Regions from separate parts of the Sus scrofa genome. Here all the other regions are linked to region 1. Evidence: chromatin contacts called from public promoter capture Hi-C data. All regions are on one chromosome and are shown on one strand. Each heading gives the region's core, a stretch centred on a gene start, on an enhancer-like site or on the middle of the called end of the contact. The rest is flanking DNA. Distances are from core to core; before and after follow the strand shown. Region 1 holds the start of LOC102158906 (protein ZNF738-like). Region 2 holds the start of ZNF432 (zinc finger protein 432). Region 3 holds the start of ZNF614 (zinc finger protein 614).

Region 1 (3,153 bases), core at 232-2,731:
AGTGAATTTGACTAGCATCCATGAAGGTGAAGGATCGATCCCAGGCCTCACTCAGTGGGTTAAGGATCCAGCATTGCGGTGAGCTGTGGTGTCGGCTGCAGACACAGCTGAGATCTCACATTGCTGTGGCTGTGGCAGTAGGCCAGTGGCTACAGCTCCAATTCGACCCCTAGCCTGGGAACCTCCATTTGCCATGGATGCTGCCCTAAAAAAAGAAAATAATGGAAAAGACTATTTCTTTCAAAAATGTATATGTATGTATAGCTGAATCATTTTGCAGTACAGCAGAAATTAACACAACACTGTAAATCAACAATACTTCCATAAAATATATTTTAAAAAATAAAGGCGGTTTTAAAAAGCACCATGTGGGGGAGCTCCCCTGTGGACTAGTGGTTAGGACTGACTGCTCAACCTGAGGTTCAATCCCTGGTTTGGGAACTGAGATCCCACAACAAGCAGCTACATACGTGATAACCAATCAGTTGCATTATCTGATGACAGAAATTCTTCCCCCATTTCTTGGAAGGGAAGAGAATGACCTGGAACAGACTGAGCTAAGTCTCCGCCCTCCAGAGGCATTTGGGTTGCAAATGAAGTCATCATCTGAAGCAATTATTCGAAAATGGAGATCTCTCAAATACCGACTGTTGCAACGGTCATTCTCTTCTGCGTACTTGTAAGAAGTAAACAAATTTTAAATAAATTAGCTTACAGAGACCCTAGTTAGTTCGTCACAGCTTAATTCTCCAGATTTAATCAACTCGATACTGATGACCCTGGATTTGGGTTCCCCCCTCTCCCCACCATTATGTGCTTGGTTCTCTATATACGTCTCTCTGGGTCCTTCTGCTTCTCTCCTTTGTTTCTACTCTTCATTCTGTCTCCCTCCCTCTCTAGTCCTCCTCCTCCAGCAGACTGTGTGGTCCCAATCTGTTTCCATCCCTGTCGCTGTTTCTCCCCACAGGTTCTGACGTCTCACTCACTGCATATATATCTACCTCTGTATCCCTCTCTGCTCTCCCTGGAAGGAGAAGTCGGGCGCTTACGCATCTCCCGAGTGAGGTCGTTACAGGGTGGAACTGGGCGGAGGGGTGGGGGTGGGGGCTGCTGAATCGGCAGTCAGACAAAGGTTTGAGAAAGGGTCCAGAAGCAAACAGGCCGCCCGAGGTGAGTTTCTATACGGACCGAAGGCAGAACACCGGGGCCGGCCTGCGCGGGAGTGATTTTTACCAGCGTCAGACCCAGACTCCCGACACACGAAGTCTTCCGGCGTCGCCGCGAGAGCCGAAAAGGGAGGAACCTAAGCGCCGGCGCCTTCAGGGAATATAACTTACCGAGAGACCCCGCAAGCTGGGTGTGGAGAAGCAGGGCCTGCGCATAGCGCGGTAACGAACCAAAATTCCGAGACGCACACGCCCCCGTGCGCCCGTCGTTTCTCAGGAACCGCTTCCGGGTCTAAGCGACCCGCGCGTGCGCACCAGGGCAGGGCCGCCAGGGGCGCGTCTGGGTCGTTGGCAGGGCGGGGCAGCGAGGTTGCTGGTGGGCGGCAGGTCTGGCCTTTTTCTCTCGGAGAGGCTCTGCTTCTCTGCTTTGGATCCTGTGAATGGGTCTCGTGTCCTTTAGAACCAGGCCATGTGCAGAATTAGAGACGCGCGGGCCACTAATGTTGGAACCGGAGAGTTGAGAACGGTTTGGCTGAAAACACCGAGCGGAGAAGACGCGGATGCTCGGAGCCGCGAGGCTGCGACCAGGGGGACCGCTGGGACCTGGGGGCGCGGCACGAAGTTGGGGGGCGGGGCTGGATCCGGGAATTTCTGAGACACGGGGCAGTTGTGGCTCCTTATTTAATGAAGCGAAAGCCTCAATTTTAGAGTGGCTGATGGAAATCCGAGCGTGGCAGGAAGTGCAAAATTGTTTCTGTGCGGAATTTGCAATGTTATACTCCTTTTCTTCAGAACATAACTTTCCCTTCTGTTCCCCATACACTTGGAGGCATAAGAAATCACTGGGAAAACTTTCAACCCCAAACCTGTCATTGTCTGAGGAACTCCTTTGGAGACACGAGCAAGCAATTGACTACAGTCAGGCTTTTGAGAATACCGCTATTAAATAATGCAAACATTTTAATTTTTCTTTACCCTTTGACCTGTATCTCGTCACAGTATATGACGAATAAGACCATTTATTGTCATTGTGATAGGAATTTCCATTTCCCAAATACCAACATCTCTGCTGTAGGTTTTGCTGCTTATTAACTTCTCATATGCACTATGGTATGTTTCTCAATTTTTAATGTCACTGATCTCTCTCAATCAGAAATGTCTCCTACGGATAGCCGCGCCCTCTTCTCTTGTGGCTGTTCTTTTTCTTTATTCTGTATGATTTTTCTGTAACATTGCAGGCTTCAGAAACTGAGTGTCGGAGTTCCCTTGTGGCACAGTGGGTTAAGCAGTGGCATTGTCACCGCTGTGGCCGGAACCGCTGCTGTGGCGCTTGGTTCCATCCCGAGCCCAGGAAATTCCACGTGCCTTAGGCACAACCAAACAACAACAAAACACACACAAAATTGAGTGCCTATATCAGGAACAGATTAAGTTTATAAATTAGCTTTGAAAACTGACCTCATCATAATGTTGAGGGTTTTTTTACCCAGGATATGATGTGGTTTTCCATTTGTTTATACATATTGCATATATTTCAGGAATGTTTATAGTTTTTCTCACATAAGTTTTACAAGTTTTTATTAGATTTACTCACAATTGGTTTATTTCATTTCAGGTTATGCTTTTCTAATTATAGTTCTCTGCACTGTAACTTGTAAATGATTGGGTTTTGTACCTACAAACGCTGTTTTTTAAATATTTATATTCTATGATCTCCCTGGTTTATTTGTTGTAGGTTTTCTATCTTTTGTGTTTCCAGATGTTTGATTCATCACGTATGCATCATCTTCAAGCATAGTGTTATGTCTGTCTTTCCAATTCCCATGCCAGTTGAAATTGCCCTGGCCAAACTTCCAACACAATGAGAAATGAATGGGACAGGTGATCTTATGGGTTTTGTTTTTGTTTTTGGCTGCGCCTGTGGCGTGCGCAAGTCCCCAGGCCAGGGATCTAACCAGAGCCACCACAGTAACAATGCCAAATCCTC
Region 2 (3,153 bases), core at 301-2,800, 1.0 Mb after region 1:
CCCTCGTTTGGTTCCCTAGGAGACTTCACAGCTCAGGCCAATAAAACTTAGTCCCTGAATATGTGGAAGTGGCATGAATTCGAAAGGGAAAGTGGCAAAGGAGAATCAACATAGCACCATATTTCAGTGGCAGGTAATTTTCAGAAAAATTATAGAAATGAGGTCATAAGGGCAATGAGGAAGTATAAATTTTTCCTTTAAACTTTGTTGCTCTCATACCTCCTTTAAAAAAATGCTCGTACACCCTGTTTATATGCACACTTCAATATGAGAACCACGATCACTCACACACACACACACACACACACACAAAGAGGAGTTCTCATTGTAGCACAGTGGAAACAAATCTGACTAGGAACCATGAGGTTGCAGGTTTGATCTCTGGCCTTGCTTAGTGGGTTAAGGACCTGGCATTGCTGTGAGCTGTGGTGTAGGTGGGCAGCTACAGCTCCAATTTGACCCCTAGCCTGGGAACCTCCATATGCCAAGGTTGCGGCCCTAAAAAGACAAATATGTGTGTACACACACACACACACCACACACACACACACGCACTGGGAAAACAGCAGCCTTTATATATTCGCATATAGAAGCTGAAATGAAATCAGTCAATTTACAATAGAAATCTAATTTAAAAGCTTACTATATTTAAATATGCAAAATCGTTCATCTTCCCCCAAACTTTCTTCATTTCTTTGGATTCAAAAGAATGGGTGATAGAGGGAGCCAAAAGGGAGGAGAAAAATGGGTGCTGGTGAAGAAAGAGACTTGGACCTGAAGCTTTTAAGAAATGTTAACTAACCTTCAAGTCTGTCCCAGCTGCCAAAGTCTGAGCTCAACGTACGCACCTACCAGGACTCCCCAGCCTCCAGACCTTCTGCTGTCCCACCTCTCGGCACAAAAGACGGTGATAACCGCCCCACCGGATTAAGACCAAACCAGACCTGATACACGCGCACGCGGACCTCCTTAACGGTTCTTCGACCTTCGGGCTCCAAATTCTTCGAGACCCTGAACAAGAAGCCGCAATCATTCGACAAGCGCCCCCCGCCCCTCCAACCAGGTGTCAGTCACCTGCAGGGAGAGTGGCCCGTGAAGACCCTGAACGCTGACCTCAGGACAGCTTCATCTGTTCAGACGTTTAATCGTTAACCACCAGAGTCCCCTTTGATGGACCCCAAAGACGCCCCGATCACAACATCCAGCACAGACTCTTCCCTGTTCCTTTCCAAAAAAACGAAAAACCCCAAAAAACCAAAGCCAAAAAACCACCATCCCCAAGCTACCTTCACGGACTCAGAAGAGCCACAACCCACCGAAAGGCCAACAGACCGTCCCCGTCCCCGCCTATTCTACAGACCGACCCTCACACCGACCTGGTTCTCTCCTGAACCTGCAGCGACCTCTTCCGGGCCTAACTTACTTCGCTAAACTTCTTTCACTTCTGGTCCTCTCGCCCAGCCCCCTCTCCCGAGACCAACGGACACGGGTCAACAGCGTTTCTATCGCGTTTCTATGGTGAACGGATTGGGAGTTTCCGGCTTTTCTTTATGAGGTAATATACGCGCGCCGCCGCCGTTGCTTAGGAGCCCTGAGGGGGCCGCCATCTTTGCACACCTGACGTACAGAAAGCCGAGCCAGACTGTCAGGGGCCGTGGCTGGAACTCTCCAGTTTCCCGGCACTTCAGCCCTTCACGGAAAACGGGGAGATTATCAGAGGCTCGAGTTCACACAATACAAACATGACGTGGGGGTAGAGTCGTTTGAATGGACAGGTGTTGCTAGCTGTAAGGGGACTGTGAAGGGCGCAAATTTTTCTAAGACCGAAGCCCACCACGACCAAAAGGGCGCGGCGTACATCCTCAGACGGCTGGGACGTCTCTGCTCGGTCAAAAATTAAAACTACCTCTGGACATCTCCATCACTGGTTAATTTCGAAAAAGAAGGCTCTATAAAAACTATCGTATACGCGACAAAAAAAAAAAAAAAAAAAAAGACGGTGGCGCAGTGTGTCCTTTACGGTTTGCGCCGTTAAACTGGAGCATCATGGGCGCGGCCATCTTGGAGGAAATTGTCCGTACCGCAGAGCAAATGCTTGCTGCGAACTGGCGGGCGAAAGTGTGAGGGGAAGACCCGAGGTTTGAAAAAGTGATAGTACGGGGGATGCAGCGATCACAAAGTGAGCAGAAACAGTGGACGTTGTGAGCCTTTACTCAACCTTGGTCCTCACCCTGCCCAAATGCAAAACATGCTACCTTCTAGCACTGAACTGCCTTGTGCCATTATAGATCAGTCTGCGTTCTTTCCATAAAATTAGTAGTATGTGCAGCTCCTGCTGTGCCGCATGGGGACTGGCCACCTCTTGGGAGTGCGGGGACACAGGTTTGTCCACAACTGCAGCTTAAGATGCAACAGTGGCTGGGATCTGATCCCTGGCTCTCGGACTCCAAATCCCCGGGGGACAGGGAAATGAAAATAAATAAAAATAAAATGAGCAATATGTGCTGGCTTCTTTCACATAGCAGGAATGTTTTTAAAAAGCATCAGCTTTAAAGCGACAGTGGTTCAGACTTTTTTGTTGCTTAGTATCCCAGTGTTGGATACTCCAAAATGAGATGAATCATTCACCAGCTGGTGGACCTTTGAGTGGTTTCCAGTTTTTTGAATACTGCAGATGGCACTAATACGAACAGTCCTGTGCAAAAAATGACCTCAGAGAGCTAGTTTTCTCACAGTCCCCATGCGTCGTCTTCACATCATCAAGAAGTCTTTGCCAGACATTTACAAGCCTACTAACCATTTCTAGCCCTGCTCCCCCTCATATTCTCTTCCTCTCCTTACCCCAGCCCTGTGTGAGAACACTCACTCACGCAGGGGAAACGGGGATCTTGAGAACATGGGCTCAGGATCAGACGTCAGGTTCTCCTACTTGCTTCAAGTATCTTCAACCCCCATCGGCCATTACAGTTCTCAGAAAGCACCTGATAAAGTCATGTAACCGAAAGGTGAAAGCAGGAAGTCAGTTCCATTTTCTCACTATGATTTCTCATTATTATGCTGACCCAATCTCAAACTTGAGATACGAGAATTGCCTCTGTTTGTATCCTTGACCTGTATGATCTCATCTTAGAACAGGCAAGGTGATCCTTTTTT
Region 3 (3,153 bases), core at 325-2,824, 1.0 Mb after region 1:
TAATAAGGGAATTACAAATTAGAACAATGAGATACCACTGCCCATCTATTAGAATAGCCAAAACTCAAAAACGGAAACACCGAATGCTGCAGAGGATATGAAGCAATAGGCCCTCTAACATATTGCCGATGGCAAAACGGTACAGCCACTTTGGAAGACAGTTCAGCAGTTTCTTACAGAGCTGTTTGTTGGAGACCACGGAACTGCTGAACTCTGCAGAAGGCAAACTTGGCGCACATGCAAAAGCACAGCAAGCTAAGGACTGCTGACGCAGAGTTCTCAGGTACAGGGTCTCCTTCAAACGCAAGATAAGGGAGTCATACATGAACCAGGAGCAGCTGCACGATGCCCTGGAGGGATGCACCTGTCACTAGCTGCTAGTCGTTTCCTCTGTTATTCACTCAGAGATGGCTTTGTCATTGCCTGCACCTGATTTTGCTCAGGAACCTACGTCACCTTCCCTAATACAAGTCATGAGGACTAAAGCCTAGGCGCCTCTGTTCTGTGGAACGGAGGGCCTCCTGGTCCCCCACTTTCTTTCTGTAAAAGAGTCTCGTGTGTTTTGTTAGACCCCACAGTCCAGGATTTCCCCGTTGCCCTGCAGCGCTGAACGCGGCAGTGTGAGAGAGAAAAAAAATTTTTAGTCAAGTCCTTGAGGGCAGACTTGAAGGAGAGAATTGTATTTGAATGAACTGGAGAAATGCAGCCCTCAAGCCTGTTTCCCCGCATTCAAAGTCTGATCCTAAGCCAGCCTACAGATTCTCCAGGGGGCCCTGAACCTCCCCAAATAGTGAGCGCGCCAGGCACAAGTCTCTTGACTGAGTCCTATATTAAATGCCACATTAAACTCCAGACATGCCCAAGAAACCAACAAGGACATCCCGCTAACCCGGACTTCAACAGAGTCCCACGTTACATCTGGAACCCAGACCAGACACCGCGTTCAAACTTTCCACCGCTTTTTCAACCACTGAGTCTCTTAAGCAGAGTGATCCAAGTAGACCTCAAATAGTGCCAATCGGACTCTCGGCCGACGATTTCTTCAGACTCTTAATCACTGATTACTAAAGGCTCCATCACAAACGCTCAGGGGCTGAATCTAAATAAAATCCAAACTACGGTCTTTTACACACGCTCAGCTTCATAGAACCCCACAGACCACGAATCCAAGCCCAGAATCCAACTCACCTAATCTCAACCTCTTCAGGTACCACTGGGAGCGACGAAAGGCTGAGCCCACGACCAGAAAACCACTTTCTGTCCGGACGCCCTCCTTTGCGGTCCCTAGAGACGCTGACCACCTGGGACCGGGGAATCCCACGAGAACCTTGGCGCGTTGCCGGGGTTTCCGAGTTCCAACTGCGGGCTCCGCTCTGTGACGTAACACGGCCCCGCCCACATTGACGTTTGGATGGGCGGGGCCATCACGGCTGTGGGGAGAAATCGTTCCTGACCGCCTCAAAGCTTTCACCTCCTGGTTGCGAGGGACAGTCAGCAGTGATGTACTAAATGTAAGATTTCGGAGGCAGATGCCTCTCCAAGGCCAACATGGCTCGTTCAGCCTGCTGGGGAACCAAGAAAGATGGCGACGCCCTTTGTGTACTTCAGATCGGAAGCGCTATGGAGTACCATGGGCGCGGCCATCTTGGAACAAGACTCATGTCTGTACGGCAGAAAAGGGCTCAGATCCTAGGAGACCTGGAAAGATTTTAAAAGGTAGAAGCCGAGACATCACTGGAAAGGCAGCGGCCGCAGAGTTGATAAAAGCAGTGGTCACTAAAAATCTTAGGTTTGGGGAGAGAGCAGTTGTGTGTGGAGTGGGTAAGGTCTTTGGGAAGGAAGCAAGACAGCCACTGAAGAGGTGAAGGCTGAGTTCCTGTTGTGGCTCAGCAGGTTAAGGATCTGGTATCACTGCTGTGGCTCAGGTCGCTGCTGTGGCGCAGGTTCGATCCCTGGCCTGGGAACTTCCGCAGGCCACATGGGTGTAGCAAAAAAAAAAAAAAAAAAAAAAAAAAAAGAAGAAGAAGAAAAAAGAAAAGGCGAAGCCCAGGCAGAGTTGGATAAAAATGCTAATACCCACATGGGAGTGGATACAGAGCAACCTCTAGTGGGCAGGGTGATGAAGTGAAGGTGCAAGTGTATGTCTGGGTTTCCTTCCAAAAATAAATGAAGCTCCTCCATTACAGCCCATATACTAGGCTTAAAATTTCTCCATAGCATTTTTCAGAACTGACATTCTCCTGTTTTACTCAGGAGGCTTCACGAGACTTTACGTTCCATGAAGCCCATGACTTTGCTTGTTTGTTCACTGAAGTCTCTCCAGAGACAAAAGCAGAGCCTGGCAAAATAATGCTCAAAAAACATTTTATTTTTTTTTTTTTTAAGAGCTGAACATCGGCATATGGAAGTTCCCAGGCTAGGGGTCGAATCCGAGATGCATATGAGGGCTAACCCACAAACACAGCAACACTGGATCCGAGCTGCATCCAGCTGGATCCAAAACATTTTTAGGAGTTCCCATTGTGGTGCAGCGGAAACAAATCCAACTAGGAACCATGAGGTTTGATCCCTGGCCTTGTTCAATGGGTTAAGGATCTGGCATTGCTGTGGCTGTGGTGTAGGCTGGTGGCTACAACTCTTATTAGACCCCTAGCCTGTGAACCGCCATATGCCGAGGGTGAGACCCTAAAAAGACAAAAGACAAAAATAAAAAATAAAATAAAAACATTTTTTAAAGGAATGAATTACTCAGCACAGAGCTGGGGATTGAATAGTGCCACAACACTATATGGGATTTTTTTTTTTTTTTTTTTTTTTTTTTTTGCTAAAAGCAGAACTCACCACTTTAAACTGGATTAAATATTAAAATATGCTCCCTTTTTTTGGCTGTGCCCCTGGCATGCAGATATGCCTAGGCCAGGGATCAACCCATTCTACAGCAGTGACCCAAGCCACAGCAGTGATGATGCCAGATCCTTACCTATCCGGCCACCAGGGAACTCTTAAATATCTTTATTATGTCAAAGGATGTCAAAGGAAATAATTCTGGATAGAGACGAAAGGAAGAACTCCACTGATAATAAAACCTAGAATTTGTTGCCAGCAGAACTACTCAAAGAGATCTGATAAAAGTTCTAAAAAGGCAAAAACAGA

The links. Promoter capture Hi-C pulls out the DNA fragments that hold promoters and counts their contacts.
Region 2: a promoter capture Hi-C map of liver shows a contact between it and region 1, with 5 times the contacts expected there. The contact joins the promoter of ZNF432 here to the promoter of LOC102158906 in region 1. A contact is called at or near these places in 2 of 5 promoter capture datasets (fetal liver and liver) and 1 of 47 Hi-C or Micro-C datasets (embryonic fibroblasts).
Region 3: a promoter capture Hi-C map of fetal skeletal muscle shows a contact between it and region 1, with 4 times the contacts expected there. The contact joins the promoter of ZNF614 here to the promoter of LOC102158906 in region 1. A contact is called at or near these places in 2 of 5 promoter capture datasets (fetal liver and fetal skeletal muscle) and 1 of 47 Hi-C or Micro-C datasets (embryonic fibroblasts).

The regions. Positions count from the first base shown.
Region 1 is chr6:57,127,794-57,130,946 of Sscrofa11.1, forward strand. LOC102158906 (protein ZNF738-like) reads right to left here and starts at 1,482. Exons shown (of 8, transcript XR_002345350.1): 1 at 1,338-1,482.
Region 2 is chr6:58,151,141-58,154,293 of Sscrofa11.1, forward strand. It overlaps ZNF432 (zinc finger protein 432), which reads right to left and starts at 1,551. Exons shown (of 5, transcript XM_021094922.1): 1 at 1,424-1,551.
Region 3 is chr6:58,133,369-58,136,521 of Sscrofa11.1, forward strand. It overlaps ZNF614 (zinc finger protein 614), which reads right to left and starts at 1,575. Exons shown (of 3, transcript XM_021097260.1): 1 at 1,189-1,575.